Linked DNA regions of Mus musculus: all the other regions are linked to region 2. The links are chromatin contacts, called in public Hi-C and HiChIP or PLAC-seq maps. All regions are on one chromosome and are shown on one strand. Each heading gives the region's core, a stretch centred on a gene start, on an enhancer-like site or on the middle of the called end of the contact. The rest is flanking DNA. Distances are from core to core; before and after follow the strand shown.

Region 1 (2,700 bases), core at 24-2,523, 290 kb before region 2:
ATAGACGAGACTGTCATACTCTGGTAAGTCTCAGGAAAGAGTTCTGTTAAAGGTGCTGCCTAGTGCTGTTGAGTTGCCTCAGAGTGTCCAGGTGGCCCTCCCACAGCAGGGTTCTTGGTAGTAGAGGAGAGTTCTGTGAATCCAGATCTCTATAAATTCACCAAAGCTTTGACACAGCTAAGCCCAGTTCCAAGGAAAGAGACTGAATTCCACGGAGCCAAGCAAGTTGCTGTAAAAACAAAATGGGGTTATATGGAACAAGATTAGTTTCTGTGCATCAATATTGGGATAACTAACAAAGCCCAGAGCAGATTTCTAAGAAGCTAAGTGGAGGTCGGCAGAATTGAGTGGAGTTCTGCTTAAGAGAGCAGACGCTGGGTCCCTGAAGAGCCTTGGTGGCAGGTGCAGAGTTTTGTTTGATGATGGCATACTTATGTGTTTGGGAATATGAGGCAGGTTTCTAGAGGGCAAGGAGGGGCTCTGTGTACCCACTCAACTCTGGATAAAGCAGGGCTTTGCATAACAAAGCAGGCTTTTCTCAGGGTGCTTGGAGAGACAGTTCTAAGAGACAAAACAGCAGCCTTGCATGTATGTTGTGAGGTAGGGCAGGATGCTGAGAGAGAGACAAAGTACAGCACACCTTGTGTAACAGTGTCCAGGCTGAGTGTTTGCATGCACTCTAGCTGCAAGGGAGGCTAGAAACAGGCTAGGTACTTGCACCCTAGCTGCAAGGGAAGCTAGAAATATGTTGCCAGATTTGTTTAGTTTTCATGATACAAGGGCGGGGGGGGGGGGCGGAGATGGTGTTTCAAACAGAAGAAGGAGTTTGGAAGCTGGACAATGACAAATTTCCATGACACCTGCCTTCAATCACATCACATTTATTCCTGCCACAGGACCTTTGCTCCTGCTTTATCTTCTTTCCTTGTCTTCCTCCTACCATTTACCTGCAAACACTCCATACAATCTAAGTCTGAATTAAAATACCAAGAGCATGTAGAGGTTTGCCTCAGATCCTCTCATGCAAACACTTTGTTTGTTTGTTTGTTTGTTTGTTTGTTTGTTTGAAACAAGCTCTCATGTAGCTCAGGCTGGTCTTGAATGCACTATGTAGCTGAGGCTGACCCTGAACTCCTGATCCAGCCCCTCCCTGTGCCATCTCACCCAGCTTCATGCAATCTTTGTATTAACTCACTGCCTTACCCTTCACCACAATCATGCCTAGCAGGCTTTCGATACAGGCTTAACCCAAGCATCTGTCCAACAACCACTTCCTCTCTGGGTGGCTTGTTCAGCACTGCTTCTAGGACTGTGCTTCAGCTCCTTACAGAAGTCTGTACCTACAGACCCCAAATCCTTCCTGAGCCTGGACACCTCTTCCTTCAGGTCATGTGTACCCTAGATCGAGTTCTCCACCATATAGGTTCATATCCTAGGTCATGCGGTGTGGCAGCTGTGCGGGTGGGCCTTTCATCTTCTGAGAAAGGCATTTTAGAGTCTCTGCAGACTTGTCTTTATTCCTAATTTATTGTTTTTAATTTAGAAAGGGGAAGCTGGGGTGGGGTGGAACTCGCGGTCTCACACATGCTAGGCAACTACTCTGCCACCGAGCCCCCCCCCCCCTGCTTTCATGGTCTCTTTATCTCCTCACAGGTGAGCAGCAGTGACAGGCTGTGGTGCTGCAGGTGGCAGATCCCATTATCACTGGAATCCAAAGTCAAAGTGACAGTGGCTTCAGCAAGATCCAAGATTTGTTTTCTTCTCAAGACCCTAGGCTGCTCACCAGCAGTCCCGTGTAACAGGTGTCCTGGGGTGCTTGCTTCACTGCTCCCTAGGCTGTTGCCCTTCTTAGTGTGGTCACCAGGACTCAGCACCGTCCACCAGGGTCTGGCCTTCCACCAGCAGGAAGGAAGAAAGGCAGCAGGGAGCTGGACAGCCGTATTGCCACCTGCTCTAAGAGCACATGCCAGACTCAGGTCTCCTACACCGCGGTCCAAAACTGAGATGCAAGGGAGGCTGGGGGATCTGATCCATTCTGGAGGTTCCGTCAGAACGGAGGGTTTCTGCTACCAGTGAAGAAGGTAGGCAGCCAGAAGTCTCTGTCAAATAACTGAAACAGCATGAAACCTAACCCAGCCCTTAAGGAGGCCTGCTGGAAGCTGGAAGGTATCTGGTTCTCACACTAAAAGTGCCAAGGCAGGCATGTATGCCCCAAGCGAGGAGCCTGGGCTAGGGAAGCTATTCAGTGCTCTGTAAAGCTCAGAAAGATGGTGGATCCAAAGCCAAAGCCAGAAAGCCTGATGCTGGAGCCCATAGGCTTTGTGTCACAGCACATGGAATGGATGCTCTGAGGAAGGAGGCCCATAGTCCGCTTTCTTCACAGCTCTACTCCTGGCACATCGGCAGTACGAGCTGAGTCATTGTTATTCCTAGAAGGAATTTCTGATCTGATCTTATCTTACCATTGTCTCCTGTGCCCAGTCAAAAGGCTGTTAACCCTTTCCTGCCCTGTGAGCGTGCAGCAGTGGCAAGTGGCACCCACTTCTCATGGCCCATCATTATCAGCAGAGAGCTCTCAGGTCAGGTCAGGCCCCTCACTATTCCTGTGCATATGGGTGGATACAGGGTAAAAATCTCACAGGAAGGGGTGCTTTCCCAGAGAGACAACTCAACTGAGAATTCTTGTCTGTCAGATCTCCA
Region 2 (2,700 bases), core at 114-2,613:
CTATGCCTGTCCTCTGCAGGGAATGGAGTAGGTGTGAGCAAGCTGGTGGTGTGGGCAGGGGACTGGGTATGGCACCTAACACGCCATTACTGGTGTGGGAGAATGGGCCTGGTATGTGGCCAGCCCCAACTCTACTGCCAGTGTGCCATTCCTGGTCACCCCCACAATGCTCATTACAAAGCCCACTCCATACCCCACCCCAACCCCTCAGCATCTCCTCTGGCCAAGAACCAATTTTACCCATGAGTGAGTCTGGGTAATCCTCTTCAGGCCTCCAGTGGGAGTGGGGAGGGATGCACCTAGGCTGAAGTAGGCAAGCCTTTAGAGAACCAGGTCCCCACAGGGAGCCAAGTCACTATCACCTGCTGGAGATATCCCATACTTCCTCTGGTGACCCACCCATCCCTTATTCTCTTCAGGAGGAAGTAGAGGCTTCAGAAAGCTCAAGGTCATGTCCAGGCTGACCCCTTCCCATCACTGTTCTGTAAGTGGGTTTATGCTGGAGCCCTGATATGATCATCTTCCCTGGGCTCCTCCTATTGCTAAGCATAGGGAGTGGATACCATGCTAGAGACACTTCAGGAGGCCCAGGGTCCTGCAGGCCCTCTAAGCTGCAAGGGCACCCAGAGGGAGCCTCGCCCTACAGTTACGGATAGGGGATGGAGGTGAGGCCAGAGAATGCAGCCACTCTGATCAGGAGTTTCCAAACAGGTCAGGTGAGATGCTGTCTTTTGGCAATCTTCCTCCTTTCTTATCCACACCTTCTGTCCAGTTTATATCTCTCCGCTCTGCAGAGAGCAGCTCTGTTCAGAAGCCTCCCTGGGATCCACAAGCCCTCTGATGAATGGCTAGGTTTTGCATTGATGAGTCTCCCTTCGTGGAGTAGTTCTACTTAACTGTGTCACTCAAGCACACGAGGCAAACCTGTCTATCTAGAAAAGGATGCTGATTATAAGATTGGTCTCAGGCTAATTGTGTTGCTCTAGACCACAGACCAGAGCTGCTCGGCACCTGGCACCTGGTAAACAGTTAACAAATTGAGCAGTTATAACTGTCATTGAGCCACTGGGCTCCTATTCATCCATCACCACCCTGTCGGGCATCACCTCTCTGTAAAGCCTCCTTCCCTGATCAGTCTCTGGGGACTCTGACTTCTGCAGCTACATCCTGTGTGTAATTGCTTCCTGCTATGGTTGGCTTGCGTGTTTTGACTCTGCTGATATGTGAGTTTCTAGGGGAATTGACATGGGAGCCGCCCGTGGTGAGGCCAGGGCTGAGCTGCTGGCTGGTGGAAGGAGGATTCTTCTGCTATCTCTAAGTTCCATTATGAAGTCTGTGCTTCAGGAGCTGTGTCCATATCTGGTGGCCTTCACTGCCCTCTCCTGACTACAGAGGGCAGGACAGTTCCTGGGAGGAGTGGGGGTGGGGCAGAGGCAGGCAACTGGCGCTGTTGGCAGAGATGAGTTCCTGTGTGTCTTGGTCTTCATAGCTGGGCCTGTGTGATAAGTGGTAAAGGACCATGTGTGGCCATGGGGAGGGGGTTGACATGGGAACAGGTGAGGAGGAGAAGGATACTGCTTCTTTTGAAGAAGACACTTTACCCTGCAAGGCTCCTGGGAATCCAGCCCCAAGTCTTTATGAACTGTGCTCACCCTGAAAACAGCCTCTGGGGTGAACCCAGAGCCGCCTTCCCCACAGCCTGTTCCACCCACGGGGGCCAAGGCTTGCTCATTTGCTCACAGTTAAACTCCTGGCTTCCTCGGGGACGGTGACAGATTGAGAGAAGATGGTTCCAGCTAAGAGAGTCCTATAATTATCAGCCACGGATTATTTTAATTAAAATGCTTTGCATCCTCAGCTCTTAATTTCTAAAATGATTATAAATGTTATTATTAAAGGAAAATCCTTGAAGTGAGATCCATAAATCTCTGCCTGGGCTGAGATGACAGGGTGAGCTGGTTACAGTAAAGGGGACCCAGCCTGGTGCTAAGACTCTCTGGGGAGGAGGTGAGAAGAGCGAGGGGTGGGCAGAGCCTGAGGAAAGGAGGGGTTTAGGGTTTCCACATGCATCCTGCCCACTCTGCCTAGATCATTAATTGATTGCGACTGAGAGATGGCCCAGACCTGGAATCTGCCTCTGTTTGCTGTGTGACTGAACAAGTCAGGTCACCTCGCTGAGCTCCAAGTTTCTCTGCTTTGAAATGAAAATAGTTGCCATCTGGCTGGACCATTTTAGCACACACTGATAAAGTGTTTAAGTCATTTGTCAGGGGAAGCCATAGTATAGCCATTCCGTCCCATCCCCAAGAGGCCTCGGGAGTCCTCCGGGAGTTCCACAGGCCACACTTCTGGGTTGTCCCTTCCACTCTCCATCCCTGAGATGGTCACTCCAGAGACAAGCTGCTGCCAATCTCAGTCAGGTCCCCAGGGCAACACCTTAGCTTTCAGCAGCCTGCTGCACAGAGGGCAGGCTCTCGACTGCCATTGTGGACTTTGAGGCTCACAGAGGAAGATGTCTAGCCCAAAGTCACGCAGAAAATGTCTTGGCAGGTCCTTTCAGCTCTTGTCGTAGATAGCAGAAGCCTGCTTCTCCTTGTTACACTCTCTTCTACTGACAGAGAATAGATCACCTGAGAGGTGATGCTACTGGCCAGAACACCAAGGGCACAGGAGAGGGTGGGAACAAGGCAGGGTGTGAGT
Region 3 (2,764 bases), core at 263-2,762, 360 kb before region 2:
GAGGAGTGGATGTCTTTCAGGTAAGGGGGAGGGGATCTGTGCTTAGGCTAAAGCCCCTTCTCACAGAGAAACAGGAATCGCAAAAGCTCAGACTGAGACTGGCATGACTCAGTGTGTCTCATGGTCCAGTTCTAATCTAGGCCACATTATGCTCCAACCAATGTCTCTCCTGCCATGGGGGCAGCCAGGCCTGTGAGCATTCCTAATTCACTCTTGAACTCAAAAGCATTAAGTATCACTTTGTGCGGGCCCAGCTGCAGTCTTCTCACGCCAGGAGCCTAAAGCCTCCTATAGCCCATCGGTAACCCTCAGATGCCCACACCAGCTTCGGAGACACTCCCAGATTGTGTGAGTCACTGGAATTCTAGGCTGTTTCTCTCCTTCCAGGAAAATGTCTGCCAATGGCTTTTATGACACCAAGTAAAAAGCCCTCCCCACTTTGGATACTTTTATGTCAGCTTTAAAGGGTGGGCGCGAAAAGCGCGGACATCTCAATGAAATAACTGCCATCAGACCTGGGTCTCTTCTTCCTACAAGACAGAAATGACAAGCCAAACTGGAGGTGGCAAGTACCTCCAGGGACCTCATGGTGCCGGGCTTCAGGACCCATGCTAAACTTCCAGTGAAGGGAGGGGCTTCCCCACTGCTTGAGGAAGGGCTTAGCCTCCCTCTGGGACCCCTGGGCCCACATACCCAGCTGCTCGTTTGGCTTGACCAATCGGGGTTTACAATCCTAGGTCATGTGCTTTGCTGAGCACTCTGTGGTCATAGCCGTATGTTATGCTGAACGCTCAAGGTGGGGACAGAAAATGAAGGTCAGATCTGTTCTACCATGGCTGGTTTGGTCAAGTCTCCTGACCTTTTAGTGACCTGGTTTCCTTATGGGAATAAACAGTATATGCCCACTGGGGTTGGGAGGGGGCAATAAATAAACTGATGCTAGAAGACGAGATGGTTCAGCGGGTAAAGGCGCTTGCTGCCACTCCAGACAAATTGGACTTTGATCCCTAGGACCCGCATGGTGGAATCAGAGAACCAACTGCTTCAGGCTGTCATCTCGGCCATCTCATCTAAGCGATGGGGCAGCTGTGACCTGGTGTAATTGTTACTGTACTGTATGTAGCAAGCGTCCAAGCATCACCCTTTCCTCGGTTCTGGTTGGGTCTGTCAGCAGGAGATGGGAATTGGGAAAGGGCGCTGTGAGGTGCTCGCTCCTACTCCACCATGGAGAGCTTCAATATTCAAGGTGGTACAAGTGGCTGGAAACATCTGGAAGGTCCTCATTCGCTAGCTCATGCAGCTCCCGGGCTGGGACTCCTTTTTGAATGGCACATTCTGACTGGTGATAGGTGAGTCTGAAGAGAAAGTATCGAGAGAATGAGCAGGGGAACGGGGTGGGAACAGGAATTGGGAGGGGGGGGTGACTGGGGGGGGGTGCACGGGGAGCCGGTTTGTGATGGATGGGTGGGTAGGAGGAAGGAAGTGACTTCCTTCTATAACCTAGCTGCTGAGTGTCGCCTCTGCTGCCCTCTAGTGGTAGAGGCAGTGGCAAACCTGCCTAGGTTTAAGGTAGGAACAACTAACAGACCCAGCTTATGGGTTTGGATACTTGAAGTAAAAACGATACATGTTTAGAAAAATGCCTGGGCTATAGTATTAGTATAGTTAACAAATGCTAAATATTATGAAAAGCAACACCTAATAATTAAATGGTACATTTTATAACTAGTGAAGTATAAGTAAGTGAAATATTATTTTAGTTTGTGTTGGGGGAGAGGAGATGGTAAAGAAAGCCTCCAGGAAGATGATACATGAGTAGGGTTTTGGAGGATAGATAAAGAGTTTGCTATGGTATCTCTTCACACAATTTGGGTAGAGGAAGTAACTTGGACAAAGTCCTAGAGGGCTTGAAACAGTGATGCGTTCATGTATCCCTGGTGCTGCAGCAACATTTAGAGCCAAGAGCGCTGTCCAGAGCAAGCTGGGGGGAATCTTGTCAGCAGGACTGGTTGGGATTTTGTCATGACGGTAGCAAGAAGCTATGAAGGGTTCAAACAGGGTGAGTGACAGCATTGTAAAGGGGAGAAGGTGGTATCTGGGGACCAGAGGAGAAGCCATAGCACGGCCCCATGCAGTAACATGACCACCTACATGGTGCCTGTCCCCACTCCAGGCATCCAGGAGGAGGCAGGTCTGTCCATTGTTTTATTACATTTATTTAGGTATATATTTTATGTGCATGTGTGCAGGTTCATGCGTATGCACCACAGTGCCCATATGGAGGTCAGAGCACAAGTTGTAGGAGTTGATGCTTTCCTTCCATCCTGTGGGTCCCAGGCATTGAATTCCAGTAATAAGGCTTGGGTACAAGTACCTTTCTGTGCTGAGCCATCTTACCAGGTCCCAGATCTGTCAATTGTACTTCCTTTCACTGAGTCTGAGGACCCAGAGAACTGAAGTCCCCCAGCCTAGAGCTGGAGACATCATGAGCTGATGATGATGCTAGTCTTACATAATCACAAAAGGGGACAAAAATGGCCTTCTTCCTGACACAGGCTCTAGACAGTCCTGTATGTTCTTGCTGCATGGCAGACACTAGGTGGTCACATCTCAGCAACTAGTGGATGCTGTGTCTATGATGCATGAGGTGGCAGTGTGAGGGAATTGGGGCAGGACACAGACATCCTGCAGCGTACAACCTTGGGGTGGAAACATGGGTGCTGGAGCCTGGCTCTCTGGCTTCAGGAAGAACACTTCTTCCCTG

The links. HiChIP or PLAC-seq counts read pairs in DNA pulled down with a chosen protein or histone mark. Hi-C and Micro-C count contacts between places; a contact is called where the count stands out from the background.
Region 1: a contact with region 2 is called in a RAD21 HiChIP or PLAC-seq map of pro-B cells, with 4 times the contacts expected there. The contact joins two enhancer-like sites. A contact is called at or near these places in 1 of 15 datasets of contacts at CTCF or cohesin (pro-B cells), 3 of 484 Hi-C or Micro-C datasets (the C10 cell line, cerebral cortex and frontal cortex) and 1 of 115 datasets of contacts at active chromatin or transcription factors (large pre-B cells).
Region 3: a Hi-C map of pro-B cells shows a contact between it and region 2, with 2.7 times the contacts expected there. The contact joins two enhancer-like sites. A contact is called at or near these places in 3 of 15 datasets of contacts at CTCF or cohesin (large pre-B cells, pro-B cells and stem cell-derived epiblast-like cells), 16 of 484 Hi-C or Micro-C datasets (the C10 cell line, cerebellar granule neurons, cerebellum and 12 more) and 3 of 115 datasets of contacts at active chromatin or transcription factors (embryonic basal ganglia, large pre-B cells and oligodendrocyte precursor cells).

What each region holds. Positions count from the first base shown.
Region 1 is chr11:82,540,779-82,543,478 of GRCm38.p6, reverse strand. No RefSeq gene overlaps it. Among named protein-coding and RNA genes, the nearest start is that of Gm24612, 54 kb to the left of the region's middle. Within about 2 kb of position 1,273, at least 15 of the 459 cell types and tissues checked have an H3K27ac peak or open chromatin away from gene starts, as enhancers often do. A contact at or near this core is called in pro-B cells, where this site is marked.
Region 2 is chr11:82,254,449-82,257,148 of GRCm38.p6, reverse strand. No RefSeq gene overlaps it. Among named protein-coding and RNA genes, the nearest start is that of Ccl1, 76 kb to the right of the region's middle. Within about 2 kb of position 1,363, at least 13 of the 459 cell types and tissues checked have an H3K27ac peak or open chromatin away from gene starts, as enhancers often do. A contact at or near this core is called in pro-B cells, where this site is marked.
Region 3 is chr11:82,612,464-82,615,227 of GRCm38.p6, reverse strand. No RefSeq gene overlaps it. Among named protein-coding and RNA genes, the nearest start is that of Gm24612, 18 kb to the right of the region's middle. Within about 2 kb of position 1,512, at least 4 of the 459 cell types and tissues checked have an H3K27ac peak or open chromatin away from gene starts, as enhancers often do. A contact at or near this core is called in pro-B cells, where this site is marked.